Linked DNA regions of Mus musculus: regions 1, 2, 3 and 4 are each linked to region 5. The links are chromatin contacts, called in public Hi-C, HiCAR-type and promoter capture Hi-C maps. All regions are on one chromosome and are shown on one strand. The core of a region is the stretch at or near the end of the contact, and the rest is flanking DNA. Distances in the headings are between cores, read along the strand shown.

What was found. Hi-C and Micro-C count contacts between places; a contact is called where the count stands out from the background. HiCAR-type assays count read pairs that join an accessible place to other places. Capture Hi-C pulls out chosen DNA fragments and counts their contacts.
Region 1: a contact with region 5 is called in a HiCAR-type map of astrocytes, with 3 times the contacts expected there. The contact joins the promoter of Lexis1 here to the promoter of Rad23b in region 5. A contact is called at or near these places in 1 of 39 promoter capture datasets (hippocampal neurons) and 2 of 115 datasets of contacts at active chromatin or transcription factors (astrocytes and stem cell-derived neural progenitor cells).
Region 2: a promoter capture Hi-C map of liver shows a contact between it and region 5, with 3 times the contacts expected there. The contact joins the promoter of Abca1 here to the promoter of Rad23b in region 5. A contact is called at or near these places in 1 of 115 datasets of contacts at active chromatin or transcription factors (astrocytes) and 1 of 9 other capture datasets (liver).
Region 3: a promoter capture Hi-C map of adipose tissue shows a contact between it and region 5, with 4 times the contacts expected there. The contact joins the promoter of Smc2os here to the promoter of Rad23b in region 5. A contact is called at or near these places in 1 of 39 promoter capture datasets (pre-B cells) and 2 of 9 other capture datasets (adipose tissue and liver).
Region 4: a Hi-C map of CD8 T cells shows a contact between it and region 5, with 5 times the contacts expected there. The contact joins the promoter of Nipsnap3b here to the promoter of Rad23b in region 5. A contact is called at or near these places in 4 of 39 promoter capture datasets (liver, neutrophils and pre-B cells), 5 of 484 Hi-C or Micro-C datasets (CD4 T cells, CD8 T cells, neutrophils and 1 more), 1 of 115 datasets of contacts at active chromatin or transcription factors (pro-B cells) and 2 of 9 other capture datasets (adipose tissue and liver).

The regions. Positions count from the first base shown.
Region 1 is chr4:53,215,847-53,219,822 of GRCm38.p6, forward strand. It overlaps Lexis1 (a long non-coding RNA gene), which reads right to left and starts at 2,515. Exons shown (of 8, transcript XR_390567.4): 1 at 1,505-2,515.
Region 2 is chr4:53,157,735-53,161,471 of GRCm38.p6, forward strand. It overlaps Abca1 (ATP-binding cassette, sub-family A (ABC1), member 1), which reads right to left and starts at 2,161. Exons shown (of 50, transcript NM_013454.3): 1 at 1,942-2,161.
Region 3 is chr4:52,437,612-52,441,506 of GRCm38.p6, forward strand. It overlaps Smc2os (structural maintenance of chromosomes 2, opposite strand), which reads right to left and starts at 1,353. Exons shown (of 2, transcript NR_045175.1): 1 at 1,041-1,353. It overlaps Smc2 (structural maintenance of chromosomes 2), which reads left to right and starts at 1,610. Exons shown (of 25, transcript NM_001301412.1): 1 at 1,610-1,799; 2 at 2,590-2,812. The coding sequence starts at 2,645.
Region 4 is chr4:53,009,123-53,013,132 of GRCm38.p6, forward strand. Nipsnap3b (nipsnap homolog 3B) reads left to right here and starts at 2,758. Exons shown (of 6, transcript NM_025623.3): 1 at 2,758-2,925. The coding sequence starts at 2,866.
Region 5 is chr4:55,347,716-55,351,297 of GRCm38.p6, forward strand. Rad23b (RAD23 homolog B, nucleotide excision repair protein) reads left to right here and starts at 2,327. Exons shown (of 10, transcript NM_009011.4): 1 at 2,327-2,712. The coding sequence starts at 2,647. It overlaps Gm42290 (a long non-coding RNA gene), which reads right to left and starts at 487. Exons shown (of 3, transcript XR_881289.3): 1 at 280-487.

The DNA.
Region 1 (3,976 bases), core at 1,265-3,764, 2.1 Mb before region 5:
TAGTAATAATAACAATGCCTACTCTCTCCATCACCTTCAGATGTATTTAATCTCCCTCTAATCCTATCCTAACCACCCTGCTCCCACGTGTATTACAGAAAAGCACTCTCCTGAACAGAAAGCCTGGCATTTGAAATCCTGAAATCAGGGCTGGAGAGGTAGTCCAGTGCTCTTAAACACTTGCTGTTCTTGCAGGTGACCCAGGTTCAGTTCCCAGCACCCACAAGGTGGCCCAAAACCATCCAAAATTGCAGTCCCAAGGGGTCTGTTACCCTCTTTGGAACAGTATGGATACAAGGCACATGTGGGAGGCGCATATCTATATGCAAGCCAAACACCCAGATACATAAAATAAAATAAGTAAAACAACCCCGGAAATCAGTTCTCTCATGTTAGCTGTGTCACCTTGACAAATATTCAATGTTATGTAATGTAGAAATGTAAAGAAACTGTTTGTTGGTACCTGTGACAACTCCTGGTTTCAATTTGATATAATTTATAAACACCTGGGAGATGGAACCCTGGGTATGCATGTGGGGGATTATATTGATCCCATTAAATGAGGTGGAAAGGCCTATCCACTATGGGTGGCACCATCCCCTGGCTCCCAGATGTACACCTAGAGAAAGGGAGATGAGCAGCAGCATGCTTCTTTACTTGGATGCAGTGTGACCCGGTACCTCAAATCCCTGTTGCTGTAACTGTCCCATCCTGGTGTATGGCCCTCTGAAACTGGAGCAGGAACAAACCCTTGAGTTGCTTCTCTCAGAGTGCTTTATCACAGCAACAGGACACAAAACTAAGATAGTACCTTATTTCCAACCCCGTATCAGAATGGTTAGTGGATTTCATTTTTGATGCAGGATGTTTGCTAAACTGCATTAAAAACATGGACTCTCCTTTAGGATATAGTAATATCAGGCTGCCAGGGTTCAGATTAGGTTCTCTGTGGTCAGCCTTCGTGTTCTGGTTTGGTTTGGTTTGTTTCTCATGAGACACCCATACCTTCAAGAGTTTCTTTAAAATATATTCATATTAAAAAGAAAGCATAAGACCCTTATTCCCACCAACCACACATTTTCTTGTATCATGTGAGGATGAGTCTATTATCAACTGACTGGATACTGTACGGAGGCTATGGCAGAGTAAGAAAATAAAAGGTGTGTGCCTGTGAATCTGTCCTTTCTTTGGGGGGAATGAACTACATACTTTGCCTCAATGTAATGTCCCGAAAAGTTGTCATCTTTCAAAAAAACCTAGCAGACCTCAAAATGTCCACTCACACAACACAGGCCTCACTTTGAAGGTAATTAATTCAGCTTAGCACTGTTCCCTGGAGGTCTTGTGGGACAGAGGGGCAACATGACACAACGGGCTGAAAATTGTAGAGTTGCTCACCTCCAATGCTAAAAAGCCCAGGGACCATCAGATGAACTACCAAGTTCTACTGTTAACGATGCTTAACCCAGAGATGTAAGGGCGCAGCATAGTCCTTTCACCTTACCTAGAGACAAAGCCCGGTCAAACAGGTATTCTGTTTGCACCTGTTGGGGAGCATTGTCCAACTTCAGAGACCACAGGTCGGTCGGTAGGTAGGGGCTTGAACTCCTGCAGGAAAGGGTATTTTTGAAAATCAGTTTCTCCTTGACCCTCCCAGATTTTTGGGATGCCAGGAAAGAGGGCACTTTCTAGAACAGAAGGACCACCACAGACTCCTATCGTCGAGGCTGGTGTGGATGAGAGCCTCAGACCTCTCCAGATGCCTATGAGTGTTTCCATTATGATGGTTCCTGAGGCCGAGGACATGCCCCTCCTAGCGCCCGCCCCGCCCGCGCGATGCCCGGCAGTAACCCCGAGGCGCACGGCAGCCTAGACGCCTTCAACTAGCGCGATTCCTCTGGTTGCAACCTAGTTGTTAGATCCGGCTCCTCCCGGGCAGAAACTGGAGTGTTGTTTGCACCCACGTAGCTTCTCGCTCGAATGTGCTCCTCTCTAGCTCCGGAGTCAGCCTTGCTCTTTTCCAGGGGCAGTGATCAGGGCGGGGTTGGGGGCGAGGAGATGGGCAGCCCCAAGCTGTGGGAGAGAGGGGAGCGGAAAGTCCAGAAATGGGGGAAGGGAAGGATGGGGCGCCTGGGGGTGTTAGCGGTAGGTGACAACTTTGGGAAGAGGTCCAGGTTACCCTCTCCGGCCTGGGACCGTGCCCACACAGAAATCAAAGCACGTCCGCAAGGCCCACAGCCTTTATTTCCGAGAGTAGCAGAAACCACCACCAAAAAAGAAAGAAAAAAGAAACAACGTTAGGGATGCTTAGCTGCAGCCGGCAGCCAGCTCTGCGCAGGCGCGCAGAGATCCAAGTCTGACCTGGAGTTACCCCGCTAGGCTGCCGCTGCAGAAGTAGGTGAAAGGTAACTAGCAGGCACCGCTGGGCCAAGGCCCAGGCAGGCCTGCTGCAGGACCTGTCCTGTGCCCTTCCAGACGCAGCAAGTTTCTTTAAGCAAGCACTTACTTCTGTGGATGATGCCTGAGCTAAAGTAATGTAAGGATGCCCGAATGGAGGAGATTTGGAGAACTTGGCAACTGGCACTCTGTAAACAAATGAGGACCTGGAATTGTGCAAGGGGTGGAGAAAAACAGTTATGGCATACTATTTAATATGGCTACTATGATGTGGAAAGCGTCACTTGCGTTTTTTAAATTTAGAGATCTGTTGAAGTAATGAGAAAGGAAACTGAGACCCAGGGAGTTCCAGAAACCTGCTCCAGAGTAAATAACAGGTAAATAGAGTGCGTTTTGGCAAGACCTCCGATAAGAAGTTACTCTATCCTTTCTGATGAAGGTACCTGCTACCCTTTGGGTTCTTCGTTCATTGAGGGCAGAAATACTGCTCACACTTGATAAATTTGCTGTTTATTGGAGTGAGCTCATAAAAGAACAGCTAGAGTTTTTTTCAACCCCAGGCGTCTCAAAGAGAAGCTGTCACTGTGTCTGGCAGGCTGAAGTGACTGCTTGTTTGTGACGTTCCCCAACACGAGGGCTTTTATATCCATTCAGCAGCCCTAACTGGCACCCAGTCTGGAATGTGTCCATCGCTGAAAACAGGTGGTAAGCACCGAAGGCGGAGAATGCCTTGCTTCCCCTGGAAATCCTGTACTGAGTCTGGCACAGTCTGCTCAAACTGCTGTGCCACAATACCAGTAAATTTCCCACTGATAAGCCAAGATCAAAGGACTGGCTGGCCCACAGACTGGCATCTCACCTTCTGCTCAGAGAGCAATGAGAGAGAAAAAGAGGAGAGGGAGCCGGGAGAGTATACGAACAGTGGCTTTTCTTGTAAGGTCAGAGCAGTTATAGACATCTGGGAGTCTCCCCATCTTTGGGCTTGGTGGAAGCCATTAGCATCCTTCCCATTACAGTTGCCTATGTAGCTAGAAGCATATCAGACAGGAGGGGAGGGCAGGGACCTGATCCCACTCTTATTACTTCTGTCTATCCCTTAATTCTGGGCTATTCCTCAGAATTGCAAAGAGCTGGAGAGAGCAGCAGGTGTCCTCCCTTCCTGAAGGAGCCTTGGAGACAGAGGAAAGGAAATAGAAGTGGGCCAGCCTCCTCCCACTCCCATCTCTTTCCAAGAATCTGCTCCCTTGAGTGTCTCAGGGAGTTGGAATGTCACCGCCTCATGGGCCCTCCACTGAGTTGCTGCTCAGGCTGATTAAAACAAAGGCTGCAATTGGGCTACCCTTGCCCGAAAGTAACCCTGTCTGCATGCCTTGCTGAGGTGACCAGGGGAGACGTGGAGGCTGTTGGATGCCTCTGTTGCCATTGGCAAGAAGATGGCTGCCTGGAACTTGAATCATTACCCTGTTGAGAGTCCCACATGCTGAGAGCTTTGAACATACTTGAACCCTGAGCTGGATGGTTATAATTGAATTCTCCTGTGACCCTCTCGAGTCTTGTGCAATAATTGATCGCTGGTTTT
Region 2 (3,737 bases), core at 911-3,410, 2.2 Mb before region 5:
AAAGCCCTATTTTAATGACTTGTGATAGCGCTGAGGAAAAGACATGCTTACAATAGAAACTGTAATTTATCTTTATTATTTATATATTGATATACTATCCACTCAAATATTCTCTATGCTTGTCTATACCTCCTTTGATGTGGGGGAAGTGTTTTTCAACAATGGGAACAGCAATACGTTGTCCTTATGTGTGCATTAGAATATTAAAAATGGGCTGAAAGAAAAGTGGTGATGATAAACAACTCCTTTTTAATTGGCATTTATGTCTTGTAGAGTATCAATACTTGGGTCAGGGTTCCGAATTATGACTAAGAGGTAAGGGTGTGCTTTCGAGCCTGCAGGCATGTGTCAGGTGTGTGCTGTGGGAGGTGAGGGCTGAGCCACAGAAAGAAAGTGGTGTACCAATTCTCTTCAAGGAAGGTTTGTGCTGTTTTGTTTTGCTTTGCTTCTGTGGTTGGTGGTGCTAGAACCCAAGGTCTTGTACAAGGTAGACTCTACCGGGGGCCTACATCTTAAGCCAGAAGTGTTCCTTTTGTTTATCTGTCCTTTATTGTACATTTATTCTGCCCACTTCCTTGGAAGGATGTCGAAGTAAATTCTTGTTTTGTTTTGGAATGGTGATACCATTGCAGCAAATGGGGCAAACTAATTATTTCTAGTGACACTTAGTTTTCCCAAACAAACACACAAAGTCAAAAAAAAAAAAAAAAGCAAACAGTTTAATAAGTATTTCTCTCTTTTCCAGAGGTAAGTGCAGAAACCAAAACAGGCACCTATCCACAAGGTTGTCATCAGCCAACATCCCCAAGAACCTCATTGAGCAACGGTCTGGGAGTCAGGAAACAAACAAACAAACAAAAAACAAAAACAAAAAAGAAAAAAACAACAACATGAAAACATAGACTGGCTTTCTTGGCCTCGGGTTTCCTCCCAGTTTGGAAACACCAGTTTTGACCAGATTCACAGTGAAGCAAAAGGACTAGAGACTCTCACTCCGCACCAGGCCATACCTAGGCTACCCGGCCAGGAGGCGCTGCGGGCCAGTCTCCAGGGGCCACCCGCAGGCCGCCCAGCCCCCACCCCCTGGCGGCGGAGCCCGGCCCAGCACCCGAGCTGCGAGTTCTGTGCTGCCCGATGGGGTTACTTGCGGTCATTCGGCTGCACAACCTAGCCCCAGCTTCCCAATCGGTGCTCAGCCCGAAGTCTCCCCAAGGGAAGACTAGCAAAAAGCAGTAAGATGAGGGTGGATTGGGCACCCCAGTTTCGGGTTTCTGCAGACTCTCTTAAGTTTTCTGTCTTTAGAAGGAACAAAAGTGGTCTCCCACTTTGCGCCAGGGACTGCAGCCCTCCAGAGCGCAGGAAGCCTGTGGGCAGGACCCCGGAGTCGAACAAAGCCCAGAGAACTCAAGCAGCAGTAACATAAAAGACCCCGTTTAGGACACTTCCTACTAGAGTTCTTTGGAAACAAGGACATGCAGTCCCAGTCCCGGGAAGAGAACCTCCAAGTCAGAGGCCAACACAAACCAGTTAAATAATGGAGTGAGGACTCAGATGTGACACTTGTGGGCGACGGCCTACCCCGCGCCAGACAAAAGGAGACCCTTTGTAGAGGATTCCCTTCTCCCTACCCCACTGGCTGTACCCCGAGGACGTCCGGGAACCTTGGCTCACACTGCGCCCAAGAGGCGAGTCTCCGACGCCGGAGATGCTCTCGCTGGTCTCCGATTCCGGGAGACCCGAGTGCGGCAGTTCTGAGTCCCAGGGTCGACAGGGCCCGTCCCAGAACATTCTTTCCCTGTTTATGCCTCCCCTGTACTATTTGCATCCCCAGAAGTAAGGTACATGGGAGTTCGAGTCCCCCCAGTGTCCCCAAAACGGAGAGCTTCCCAACGCTTCCTTGGCCCCGAAACAAAATGCCCAAGTCACTGAAGAACCTCTTACCTGTTTTCCACTTTGCTGTTTGAGTCTGTTTTCCCTACCCCTGCACAAACCCTTCCAGAAAGGGGAAGAAAAAAGTGGGGGGAAACAGGGAGCAGAGCAGCTCCCCAAGCCGGCTGTGGTTGCGCGGGTCCCGCGGCGCCCCCTGCCCAGCTTTGCGCTGCGCCGCGGAGAGAAGTGGGCTCTGCCGGTCCCGGCCCGCTCGCTCGCCCTCGGAATTACTGGTTTTTGCCGCGACTAGTTCCTTTTATAGATTCGGCTGTGCCGAGCGCCGGGGTTACTACCGGTCAAACGCTGTTCTCTCCCTCTTTCCCCCGCCCCCTTCCCGGCCTCTGTTTATGTAGTTCAGTCACTCAGCAGAAAGCACGTGGAGACATGGCCCGCCCCTTAAACCGGCGACAGTGCGCCGCCGCAGCGGGCACTGGGGGCGCATGGTGAGAGCTTTGTGGGGCCCGCTTTCTGTAGCCCTGGCCCTGACCTGCTAGCCTTCGGGAAACGGGAAACTCCGGACTTGCGCTGAGCCAGGGACTCCACATTCCCGGCAGAGGAGGAAAGGGGAAAAGCTCGTTCTCTAAACTCCTCTTTCTGCAATTGTTTGGGGTTTTGTGGGTGTTGCTTTTTGAGTTTTGTTTGTTTTGTTTGTGTGTGTATGCCCTCTTCCTCTCTCCCTCCCGCTCTCCCTTACTCCCACTCTCCCCCCTCTCCTTTTGTTAGTTTGCTCAGCCCCCAACTTGGGAAGGAAAACTCCCCACCCCACCCCACCCCCAGATGCCAACCATTTTCGGTCTCTTCCTTTTCTTCCTTTAAAAGTCCTAGATTGGGGGAAGGGATGTGGAATGGACAGTGAATATCAGCCTATTTTGGTGTCTGCCTCAAACCTTTACATTGATTTTGAAGAGAAGATCTCTACCTTCCAGGGACCTAGTCTGCACCTTCTACACACACACACACACACACACACACACACACACACACACACACACACCTTCCAGGGACCTAGTCTGCACCTTCTACACACACACACACACACACACACACACACTCCACTAGTAATAGGTACCTATAAGCCACAAGGGGCAGCTGTGGTCACAAGAGTGGGTTTTGATGATGTCAAACGACCAAAGTTAGATAAAGTTTTTCTGCCTCTATTTTATTTGTTTTAATTGAGACAGAGTCTCATGTAGTCTGCTCATAAACTCAATAACCTTGAATTCCTAATCCTCTTGCCTCCCAAGGCCTAAAATTACAGGAACAGAGTACCACACCCACATTTGTACAGTGCGGAGAGATGGAACCCAGCCTCTTGCATAGCAGGCAAGCATTCAGCCAGCTGAGAGCTACATCCTTGGCCCTTGCTTCCTGTCTCTCAAGAGAGAACGTTCTCTCTGCCTCAGAGTTTTCTGAAAATGAATTTCGTTGGAACTTTTGAAGTCCTCGGAAGAAGAGTGCCAACACCAGAATCCTACTGACTGAACATCAGTGCCAATCTCTAGTGACATCCATACCCTATAAACCATTTCCTATGCCAGACTTTTAAAAGTCCAGCACTGGCAAAGAATTTAAAATAATATGTGTGACCATCTGTGTACAAAGGAAAACGCCTAAGGGGAAAGGATCGTTCTTTGCATGATTTTAGGAGATTAAGTCTTTATGCAGCTTCCCTCATTTCCCCCATATCTCCTAGCACCTAAAATACACACACACACACACACACACACACACATTCTTTTTGTACTTTGAAGAATTTGGTTCCCAAGAGTACTCCTACTAAATTCTGTTCCCAGCATCCACTTGCTGCT
Region 3 (3,895 bases), core at 103-2,602, 2.9 Mb before region 5:
TTTCCTCCCTGTCTACCACTGTAAATTTCAGCATGCACAGGACCTGCAGTTCTAAGCCAGTATTGAGAGGGAAAATAGAAACAATCCTCCATCCTAACCCAGAAGCTATATCCAATTGATAACTGCTGCAGAGCAAATCATTTTTCCAGTGATGTCTGGGTGTACAAACCATATTTAAGGGTAGTCCCTCCCGATGCCTAGCAATAGATGGCCAACATAAAACGAACTTAATGGTATTTTTAGAGGGTTTTTGTCTCACACTGCTTTGTCTGAACATTTCCATTTAATATTAAAAATCTTTTGTTTATTATGTATTATGGTTTCTGCTTTTGTTTTTATGTTTTGTGTGTATATCTCTGTGTGAATGTGTCTCATTGTGTCTCTAATGCTCTTTCTTTGGCTTTTTTCCCCCTCCTGTTTATTTGGTCCTTCTGTTTTTAAAATCTTATTTTATCATCATCATTTTAGATGTCTGTTTATATTCTTATGAGAAAGAGAAAAGAAAATGTGTGGATTTGGGTGAGTGTGGAAATGGAGGAGGTTCTAGGAGAGGTTGGGGCGGAGAAAACTAATCGGAATATACGGTAGGAAAAAAAATAAATTTTCAATAAAAAAAACAAAGCTAAGCCCTTCTCTTAGTATTGATGCTTAAATATAAATAATCCCAACACCATTTTTTTTTTAAATTACATAGTTGATGGGGATCAGCTCTAACTAGCAATGTAAAATTAGCAGTTGTAGATAATAAGTTTAGGAGTACACACTCTGTAGTTAGGCAGCCTGGAACAAAAATCTCTCTTCACTTATAAGTCGTTTAACCCAGTGATTCAATAAACTCGTCTGTACAAAAGGAAACACTAGGGTTCCACGTTTGTTGAGGAAATTCTTGACAGCCTTTGAAACACAGCTACCCGATCTACAGAACTCTGTAAATACAAACTGTTATTAAGAAGCTTCAGCAACATTTCGTGAACCGGTACGTCAGCCACTGCTTATCATTAAACAGGTTTTCGGCATAAAAAAAAAAAAAAAAATCTTACAGCCGTTTGCCTAGCATCTTCCACCAAACTCCACATACTGCAGGCCTACAGTCCCCTCCGGAAACTGGAACTGGTTTTGGTTTGTGTTTTCAAAGCCAGTGCCTTTCTCTTCAATTAGTAGAAAATGAAGCCTCAGAGGACTTTTCTCACTAGTGTTGGTTTCCACCCTGTAATATCCTCGAAGGGTCCCGGGACCCCCGGCCCGCCCCCGCCCCGGCCCGCCCCGGCCGCGCCCCGCAGCAAAGAGCGTAGACCGGGAGGGGGCGGAGCCTGCGGACAGAAGCCAAGGCTCCGACCGATAGCCTGAAAGGGCCAGAAAGAGGGCGGGGCCGGCAACGCGCGAGGCCCAGACCTGGAAGAGGTGCTGCCCAGAGCATGCCTGACGCGATGTCAGCACGACCTATCTTCATTTTCGCTTTCCATGTTCAAAACGGTATAGTCTCCTACCTTCCAATATTAAAACTATTATTTATTGTCGCTATGTCGTTTCTGTGTTTTTCCTTAGGGCAAAAGAGGAAGCGCTTCAGTCAGGCAGATACTAGGCACCAACAGAGCGCAGACGCCTCGGAGTTGGGGTCCTTTGCTCGCGCCGAAATTCAAAGGAACAGTTCCGGCACGGTTGTTGGCTGCAGCGGATGCGGTGCCCGGGATGGTGGCGTTCGCCCGGTAGCGCCTGAGTACAGGTCGGGTGGCCTCACTGTCCACTTTCGCGTCGGGTTGGAACTTTGCTGGTTCCCCTGGCCAGCCGCTTTGTGGCGGGTGCGTAGTGCTGCTCTTGGCCCGGCCTGGTGTCCAGGCGGGAGATGAGGCACAGGGGTGGGCAAGATTCTCAAGGAGGGACTTGAAGCGAGAATTAGAGATGTTGACTGTTGTTCATCCGTAAGGTGAATCGAGAAAGGCTTGGGCAAGCGAGAGAACACGGAATTTTAAAACGAGGCAGTAGAATGGATTCACTTCGCCCTTAAGGTTCACTAACTACCCGGGTTCTGAGAGTCGAGTGTAAACAGAGTTAAGGTCGTATGTAGGCAAAAAAGCACAACGGGACCGAGAATGAGTTGGAAAGACGGTGCCGACTGATGTCATCTTTTACTGCTGTGGAGGAAAAAGGAAGGAGAGGATGGGTGTGCGTGCTATTAGGGAGATCCATGAAGGACTCCTGTAAGATGTATGCTAAGTGGTGTGCAGTAAAGAGTATTCAGTCCAGTGTCGTCTGTGGCAAGGATAATGAAATGGGAAATAATTAGTAGTCTCTGTTAACTACAGTATTGTAGTGCAACACGAACCTAGGAAAGTGGACAGTAATGATAAAGATGATTTTTAGGTTAAATGGTTTAACTTACCGGCATTGGCTAACGGTTGGATGTTTTAAAATCTGAGCCAGCTGTTTTTAGGAGAAAAAGTAGTTTGGCAGGTGTATTTTTTCTTTTCTTTTCTTTTCTTTTTTTTTTTTTTTTTTTTTACTTTACGTTATTGTGTATCCTGTCGTATTTACTATGATTTGAGGGTTTTTAACATTCTACATAAATGATCTTATTTCTGTTTTATACAGACGTGACTTGTAGCTTGTTGCCTAACAGGCTTACTAACCCAAGACAGTTTAGAAAATGTATGTTAAATCAATCATTCTCGAAGGATTCAAGTCCTATGCACAGAGGACTGAAGTCAATGGTTTTGACCCCCTCTTCAATGCGATCACTGGTTTAAATGGTAGTGGAAAATCCAACATATTGGACTCCATATGCTTTCTCCTAGGCATCTCCAACCTGTCCCAGGTAAAGTGTCAGCTTTTCTGACTTATGTGTTGGCAAGAGAATCTGTTAATCTGTGGAGACTTTGGGTTTTCTTTCTTTGCATGTTTGTACTTCATGTGTTTTGTTTGTACTTCATGTGAGTTATGTTGTGTTGCAGTGCAGCCGTTTAAGCAAATACTATTACTGTTTCATCCTGTAGACAGACGAAAAGATACATACAGAGGCCTTGCCTGAGGTTTGTCCTCCTAAGCTGTTGGGAGTAACACCCATACCAGCATACCAGCACTGTTATATTGGGTAGTCTCTGTTCTCAGTCCATACCTGCTCTTTTTTTTTTTTTTTTTTTTTTTTAGTTTCCCACATTTCTTTTTTTTTTTTTTTTTAATTTTTTATTAGGTATTTTCCTCACTTACATTTCCAATGCTATCCCAAAAGTCCCCCATACCCACCCCCCAACTCCCTTACCTACTCACTCCCCCTTTTTGGCCCTGGCGTTCCCCTTTACTGGGGCATATAAAGTTTGCAAGTCCAATGGGCCTCTCTTTCCAGTGATGGCCGACTAGGCTATCTTTTGATACATATGCAGCTAGAGTCAAGAGCTCCGGGGTACTGGTTAGTTCATATTGTTGTTCCACCTATAGGGTTGCAGACCCCTTTAGCTCCTTGGGTACTTTCTCTAGCTCCTCCATTGGGAGCCTTGTGATCCATCCAATAGTGAGCATCCACTTCTGTGTTTGCTAGGCCCCAGCATAGTCTGGGTCCTTTCAGCAAAATCTTGCTAGTGTGTGCAATGGTGTCAGCGTTTGGAAGCTGATTATGGGATGGATCCATGGATATGGCAGTCTCTAGATAGTCCATCCTTTCGTCACAGCTCCAAACTTTGCTTTGTCTCTGTAACTCCTTCCATGGGTGTTTTGTTCCCATTTCTAAGAAGGGGCAAAGTGTCCACACTTTGGTCCTCGTTCTTCTTGAGTTTCATGCGTTTAGCAAATTGTATCTTATATCTTGGGTATCCTGATAAGTGGATATTAGCCCAGAAACTTAGGATACCCAACATACCTGCTCTTTTTGAAGGGACTCTTGTTGGCCTCTCGTGGAAATATG
Region 4 (4,010 bases), core at 1,508-4,007, 2.3 Mb before region 5:
ATTAAGCATCACAGAGAGAGAGAGAGAGAGAGAGAGAGAGAGAGAGAGAGAGAGAGAGAGAATTGACTCCACTCTAAATACTTGTAGTTTAACTTATAAGAACTCAAAAAAAAATAAAAATTAAGAGCTGGAAATACAACTCAGTTGTTAGTACATTGTCTGGCTTTCATTGAAACACTGGGTTCAATTCTCAATTGTGTGTGTAGGGGTGGGGTGGGAGGGAATTGGAGATAATGCCTAGAGAAATAAAAAGTTAACCTATGTCACCATCTAGTGGCCTTAGAATATAGTTCTGAAAGGAGAAACTTCTCCAAAGAGTATGAATCCAGAAGGGAAGCATCCAGAGTCCTCCATGCACTGGCCTCCTCCAGGCTGGGCTAGGCGAAGATCCACCCTCCCGGGACCAGTATCGGCACAAGACACCCTAAGACCAAGTCCTCGACACAAAGATTTGTTTGCCATAGAGAGCAAAAAGGCAGGGAATAAGAGACAAAGGCAGAAAATAGGGATGAAGGAGTAGGGAGAAAGGGACAGGGGAGTAGGGGAGGGATATTTTATCCCAGGGACAAAGGATTGTCTCTGGATAGTGAGGACACCGATGTGGCACATAGGAAAATGGCAGTTTATAAAGAAACAAAGGGACACCCTCCCTCCCATGTTTGGATGGGGTGTTTAATTTTGACATGTTATTTAGGTGAGCCAAAGGGGGCCTTTGATTGCTGGGCTTCAGTACTTTGATAGCTGGACCTTGGATGTCATCCACAGGAGGAGGAAGTAGCTAGCTTTAGGAATGCACTCTAATGGTTTTTAGCAAGGCAGAGGGAATAAATGAGAAGGGCAAGGCCTGCCCAAGCCATGTTTGCCATGTTTGCCATGTTTGCCATGTTCAGCTGGCATGTTTGTCCCTTTCTACTACTTCTGTCTGCACAGTTGCACAAGTCTAACCTTTGGACAAAATCAAACAAGAATGCCACCGAGGACACTGTTTTGCCAGCATCATAAGTCAACGATCCTGCACCGGGCACCTATTTGTTTTTTGAGGTGAACAAATATATTTTCACAAAAGCCAGACTAAATGAAAAATAACATGGTCGGAAAAGCCTTACCCAAGGGTATATGAAAAGTATAAATTTATAACCTGTTTTGATAGTGTTTAGTTAAGATTAATGTGCACGTGACTTAGAAGTCAGCAATTCAATGGATATGCACTCTAGAGCATTATGTGCTCATAACATAATGTCAGCAATTCAATAGATATGTTCTCTTTGAAATGGAAACGAGAACATGACCACTCCTGGTATGGTTAAGGAGAAAGTTTTTATTGTGGGTCTGAGGGAGAGAACAGCCCAAGGCATCCGGAAGGGTCCAGGCTGAGCATTGCCGGCAGAATAGACGGGGCCATGAGAGGGGAGAAGAGACAGGGGGGAAGAAATGAGGGGGCGGGAGAGAGAAGGCAAGGGGACAAAGAGAGAAGCCAAGAGGAGAACCAAACAAGATAGCATCTAGCCAAGATAGCTGAGGTTCTATAGGAAAGGGGAGGTGGGGGGAGGGCAGTGAAGCTCGGGGCTGGGGTGGTTTAAAGGATTTGGGATGAGAAGTGCTAAGGAGCCAGGCCAGTGTGTGTTTTTAATGTTAAGACAGCCCTGTTAGCCGTTGGTCCCAGGTTTCTCTGAGACCTTACCCTGTAGACCAGAGGTGTGTGCATACTCCAAAGCAGTCTACTGACTGCACCCAAAGCTTCTGGCTACTTGGATGCTAAAAGCTGTATCTTACCTTCATTGTTCATAAAAGGACGGAACAAAGGACAATACTATCAGGACTTGTGACGATTTAGTTAATAAAAGGCATAGATGTCATATTCTAGTTAAGTTGTTGCAAATACATCAAAAATCCCTTTCATGTTCACCACCGCTTGGAATGTCTTACGTACACCTTAAATTGCCATTTAATACCTAAAGAAGCACGCCTGTTTTTCAATAACTTACCTCTATAGTTTGATGATATTTGTTCAGTGTAACTTGTTTTTAGAGCTATGTGTATTTGCTAAGCATAAAATCGTTAGGAGTTTAAAGGCTAACAGGATTTCCAAGTTTATGACGCTAAAACGGTTTTAATCTCTGATGACCAGTAAATAATATAGCTTAGTGTACATTAGTAAATTGGCCAAGAGGCGATTTTCAGGGAAATCATTGCGATTATTTAGCTATTTAATGTTTGTGAACAGTGGACCCAATGAAAGCAGTGTATTTAAAAATGGTTTCTAAATCTTAGTTGGAAAGTCATGAAACCTAGAATATGCTTCACAGAGAACACAAACACGCGCTAGAAAAATATAAATTGTAATTGAAGTTTTTCTGAGGGCCAAAAATCAGAGGCCGTCAGAGGTCAGCTTTCGCATCACACAAAATTATTTCAATCTTCACCTGTGACTCTCAGGCCCTCGGACCCACTCTTCTGGGTTCCAGGAAAATTATCCCATCTTTGTTCGGAGACTCCCAGGCCATGCTGGGGATGGGGTTTGGAGTTGCAATGGGGATGCAGAATACTCTGTGATACAGGAGAAGGCTCGCTGATGGTTGCTACAAGTTCACCCCACCCCAAGAAGCATCCACGCCACGCCCTACATTCTGGAGTGTTAGAACCATACAGAAGAGGTAATGCCCCGGGATGGGGAACAGAACCGCGGACTGCTTTGTGTCCGCACCCTCTGAGCCTCTTGCGCCTGCGGGGAAGGGCGGAGCCACGCCGCCGAGCCACGCCCAGTCCAGCAGGGACCCAATCGAAGTTGGCCCGCGCACCAGGAAGCGAGGAGAGCGCGTATCCGAGCGCCCGGCGGCGGTCTTCCTGCGCGCTCAGGACCGCACCATGCTCGCGCTCCGAAGCGGCCTAAGGACAGCGCTGGCCCCGCGGGTTCTGACGCCTCAGGTAGGGGCCGCGGGGGCGTGCGAGAATCCCGCGCAGGGAGGTGGAACTGTCCTTAGGTGGTGTAGAAACGGGGATCAGGGAGGTGGGTGCGGTCTGTGGGGAGAGCGAGCTTAGCCTAGGGAGGTGGGCGGGGCGTGTGTCGGGCACGAGCAGCCTTGGGAGGTGGGCGGGGTTCGTGGTGCGCGTGATGACGACGCTGCGAGGTGGGCGGGTCTGCAGTGCGGAGAACGGGCCGTATTCTGGGAACTGGGCGGAGCCTGCCTAGTGGAGGCCGGGGGTGGGCGGGGCCTTGCTCTAAGGGGCAGTGCCGGGAGGTGGGCGGGGTCTGCAGTGAGAGTTGTCCTTCGGAGGTAGGTGGGTTTGTGGGGCAGGAACCAGCAACACTGTGAAGTGGGTGGGGTCTGGAGCGTGAGTAGACCCCTGGTCGGTCCAGCCAATGCCCGGTTCAATCGGTACCCAATATTTCGTGAGTCCAGGGTGAACCCACTTGTCAGGTTGCCTCCCTGGACAATGGACAGAGACCTTTCCTTGACACCGGGTGTCCCCGAAGCCCTGAGCATTGTGTTCTTGCAGTCATCACCATCGTGACTGCCACTCATTGAGGGTTTACAGTTCCTGCCTGGTTCAAAAGCCAGGCTTTATGGAGTTCAGGGTAAACCTGGGAGCATCCCGCCCTGCAACTCAGGGTCTGGAGATCTTAAGGGGAGCATGGCTTTGGAGCCTGCTGAAACTGGTTGTGCCTGAGATGGGACTTTCATAAAAAGGAGGACACCTACCAGCCTCAGCTGTTGACCCAGGGCTATTTGTGACTTGAACACCGAAGTTCTTGACTTACTTTGTTTAGGAAGAGCATTAAGAGCTGTCTAGAGACAGACTTTGTGTCGAACACTAAAGAGCATAGTATTCATATGGCCGCTGTCCTCTCTGTCTTCCTAGTATGGTTGACAAAAAGCTCTAATTTGGAGATAGGAGCAAGCAGATTTCTACCCTGGCACTGTTTGTCCCAGCCCTGCAACAGAAAATTACCTCACCCCTTAACAAACACCTTTCAATACAGATTTCTTTAATGCATATTTTCTGTGTGA
Region 5 (3,582 bases), core at 1,077-3,576:
TCATGCATGGAAGTAAAACGCAAATATAAAGAATGTGACATGGTGCAGGTGCCAGCACGCCTTTGATCCCAGTACTTGGGAGGCAGAGGCAGGCGAATCTCTGAGTTCGAGGCCAGCATGGTCTACAAAGTGAGTTCCAGGACAGCCAGGGCTGCACAGAGAAACCCTGTCTCGAAAAACAAAGAAAAAAACAAAACAAAACAAAACAAAAGAATAAAAGAATGCGACATGGTTTATGTTTTCAAAAGACAACTCTGATCTAGGGATACTGGTACATACCTGTAATCTCAGCACTCAAGAGGGCTGAGGCAGGAGAATTGCAAGTTTCAGTTCTGCTTGGGCTATATAGTTGAGACCCTGTCATAAGAAACAAAATCAAAACTAAAGCCCCCAGTTTAACATTGGGTGCTTTGGCTGCTGGACTGTTGTGGGATTGGATGCGAAGCCTCCTTAGAAGACAGCCACTGCTGATGGTTGTAGACATGGAAATCATGGGGGGAAGTGGGTAAACGTGTGGGTACACAGTGGAGAGTAAATGTGATAAGACCTGACCCTGTTTTGGATGTGGTGGCTAGGCAGCAGGAGTCAGGGAAGAAAGGGACTTAAGGATGATGACGATGTTTGGATCTGAGTACCTAAGAGGTGGAATGTCATGAGTGAGGGGAGAAATGGCTTGAAGGGAAAGCCCATAAGGAAGTCAGTTGCTACCTTTGCCCATGTTTTTTTCCAGCATCTGGTTACGCTGAAAACAGTAATACTGCTTTGCCTTTGGCTGACCCTATAGCTAAAGGGAGAGATCCCAGCTGCCAGTTTTTCAGAGCAAAAGTTGAGCATACCTGGTGACTAAGACTAGTTCCACAGGAAGACAGCCTAGCCGGCAGAGAATTCGATATTTATCATAGTTCAGGGACATACCTTGTCGGTGGAGAGGGGGCTTGGTTAGGGAAAGTTCCATGACAAAATTATATCCTAGCTTCTGGAATCATGAAAATCCAAATAGCGATACTGTAATCATTGATGGTGCTGGCTCAGAGATGGGGGATGCTCATAATTGTCCTCACTGTGGTCTGATGGTAACTGCTTTTTCTTCTTTTTAAGTCTAACAGGGGTCACTGCACTATTAAGAGGCAGCATACAGACAAGCACCTAAAGTGTCACTTACTATTGTGGTGCTTATTACCCGACACCTCTGCACTCTGGTCTTATCGCTGTGTAAATAATCATACAGCTACAGCCAAGCACTTAACTTTGTGTTCCTGACTCTAAGACTTACATGCATTATCCCACCCTCTCCAACCACCAATTAGCTGAGTGACATCTCACCCTTACTGCCAAGGAACCAGAAGCACGTCTACCTATTTTTCTAATATTTACCTTGTACCTACAATGTGCTAGGCTTATTCTGTAGGCTTTGGGGCACAACGTGGGCAAAACAAAATGCATGCCTCTGTGTAGCTTCAGCCTGGGGACCAGAAAAAGAAGAGAAGACACACACGCTAAATACACATAGTGTAGAGTACCCAGAAGGTGATGAATGGTTACTGAGACAAGTGGAGCTGGATAATGAGATCCGAATAAGATACTTTAAGTTGGATAGGCAGGATAGAGTTCAAGAAGGCGACATTTGAGCAAAGATTAAAAGGGTCCACGTGCAAAGGAAAGCAGCGCTTGGGGTGAGGCGGGGGGGGGCGGGGGAAGGGGGTGAGGAGAGGCAACCGCCTAATATCTACCACCAACACCTAAACGAAGCAAAACGATAGAGGGAAAGGCGTGACACAACTAGGCCTCCTTCTTAAATCCGCCTTTCTTTAGAGGTGGGAGGTCCCAAGGCTGGTGAGAGAACACAAGACTGGCAAGCAAGCAGTCCATGGCTGAAGTCAGTCTCAGAATCAGGGAAGCAACCGGCATTACACATGCTCGACTGGCGATGTGCGCCCCTCCTGGGCCGGCCCTCGGCAATCCTTGCACTAAGGCTCCGCCCGCTCCACCGCCCTCAAGGTTCCGCGCTCGCTGAGCCGCAGCCACTGAGCCGGGACTCCACGTAGCCGTTCCCCGGCTACGGGTTGCGCAACTCGCGCCGCTGGGCGGAGCCTGGATGTAGGCGGAGCCACTGCAGGACCGCGGAGCGGACCAGGCCTCCGCGAGCGCCTCTGCTTGCGAAGTGCGCCTGCGCACGCCGGTGCCGCGCCGCACGATATTCCAGCCCCACCCATCGCCCCGCCTCCAATTCCCGGGCGGAGTTCCTGTTCACGCCTGCGCACTGCGTCGCCGCACCCTGCGCCTGCTCAGATCGCCCGAGTCTGGCCCCATCCTCCGGGTTTTTTTCTGGTGGGGGAGGGGTCACGTCTCGGCGAGTCACGGTGATGGCGGCCACCATCCTGTGGTGAGGTAGCGGGTTCTCTGCGTCTCTCGGGGAGTCCCTCGCGCCTCCTGCGGGCCCAGTGGCTGGCGCGTGAGGAAGCACCGCGGGTCGAGCTTACCGGGAAAGCCGCGGGAGCGAGCGGCGGCGCGGCCAGGGGAGACGCGGGGCCCGGGGTGAGTGCGACTCCGGGCGAATGTGACAAGCCCCCCCACCCCCACCGCCTTCCTCCCGAGAGCGCGAGGATCGCGGCCACCCCGGGGCGGCCAGGCCCCGGCTTAGGCACCATGCAGGTCACCCTGAAGACCCTTCAGCAGCAGACCTTCAAGATCGACATCGACCCGGAGGAGACGGTATGCGCCGCCGGGTTAGGGGAGCGCGGGCCCGAGTCGGGGCGGCGCGGGAGGGCCCCAGAGGGGCGTCGGGTCACCGCCGGCTTTGTGGCCGACAACGAGGAAGGCCCGGGGGCAGATGGCGTGGAGCAGCACCGGTCCGCGTGGGCGCTGGTGGCCGCGGCCCGGAGCGCGTGGTCGTGGGGACGGAGGGGGAGGGGAGACCTGGCGGCCTGGGCGCTGGAGCCGGGCCTGACGTGCACAGGTGGGGGAGGGAGGGAGACCCAGGCGAAGCCACCACCCTCCGGCGACATGGCTAGGTGCAGAGGTCTAAGGGGCCGGTTACCCAAGACGGTGGGCCTTAAACGCGCCTAGTTTTGTCTGCAGCCGGGAGGGATGGTGGGGGAAAAATGAATTTTTTGGCCTCTCAGAAGGAGCCCTTTTATTTATGTCTTATTTTGGATTAGTTTTTACGATCCTTCCCCTCGCAGCCACTGAACCCACACCCACAGGTGGATTACGTTCTGAGGCCACGTTGGTGGTGAAGAATTTTGCATTAGAAACCTTCAGATCCGGATTTAAATGCGTTCTTTCGGTCGTCTTGGGAACCTGAACGCTCCTCGGACTCCTAGAATAGTAGTATTTGAAGGGAGGGAGAAAAATATAAAAACTTGGTGTTCTACAGTTAAAAAGCCGACTACTACACTTAACGAGTTCACGTGATAAATTCTAATGCAGTGGTCTCCGGTTTTGCCTGTAAAAAGATCTGTGTTAACTTTAATACAACTTTATGTCAGGAATCTAAAAAATGTCATGCGAATAAAATTTTTTCTCACGTGGAATTATGACGCTATGTCAATAGATTACTGCATATTTGTGTGGGGGGGTTTC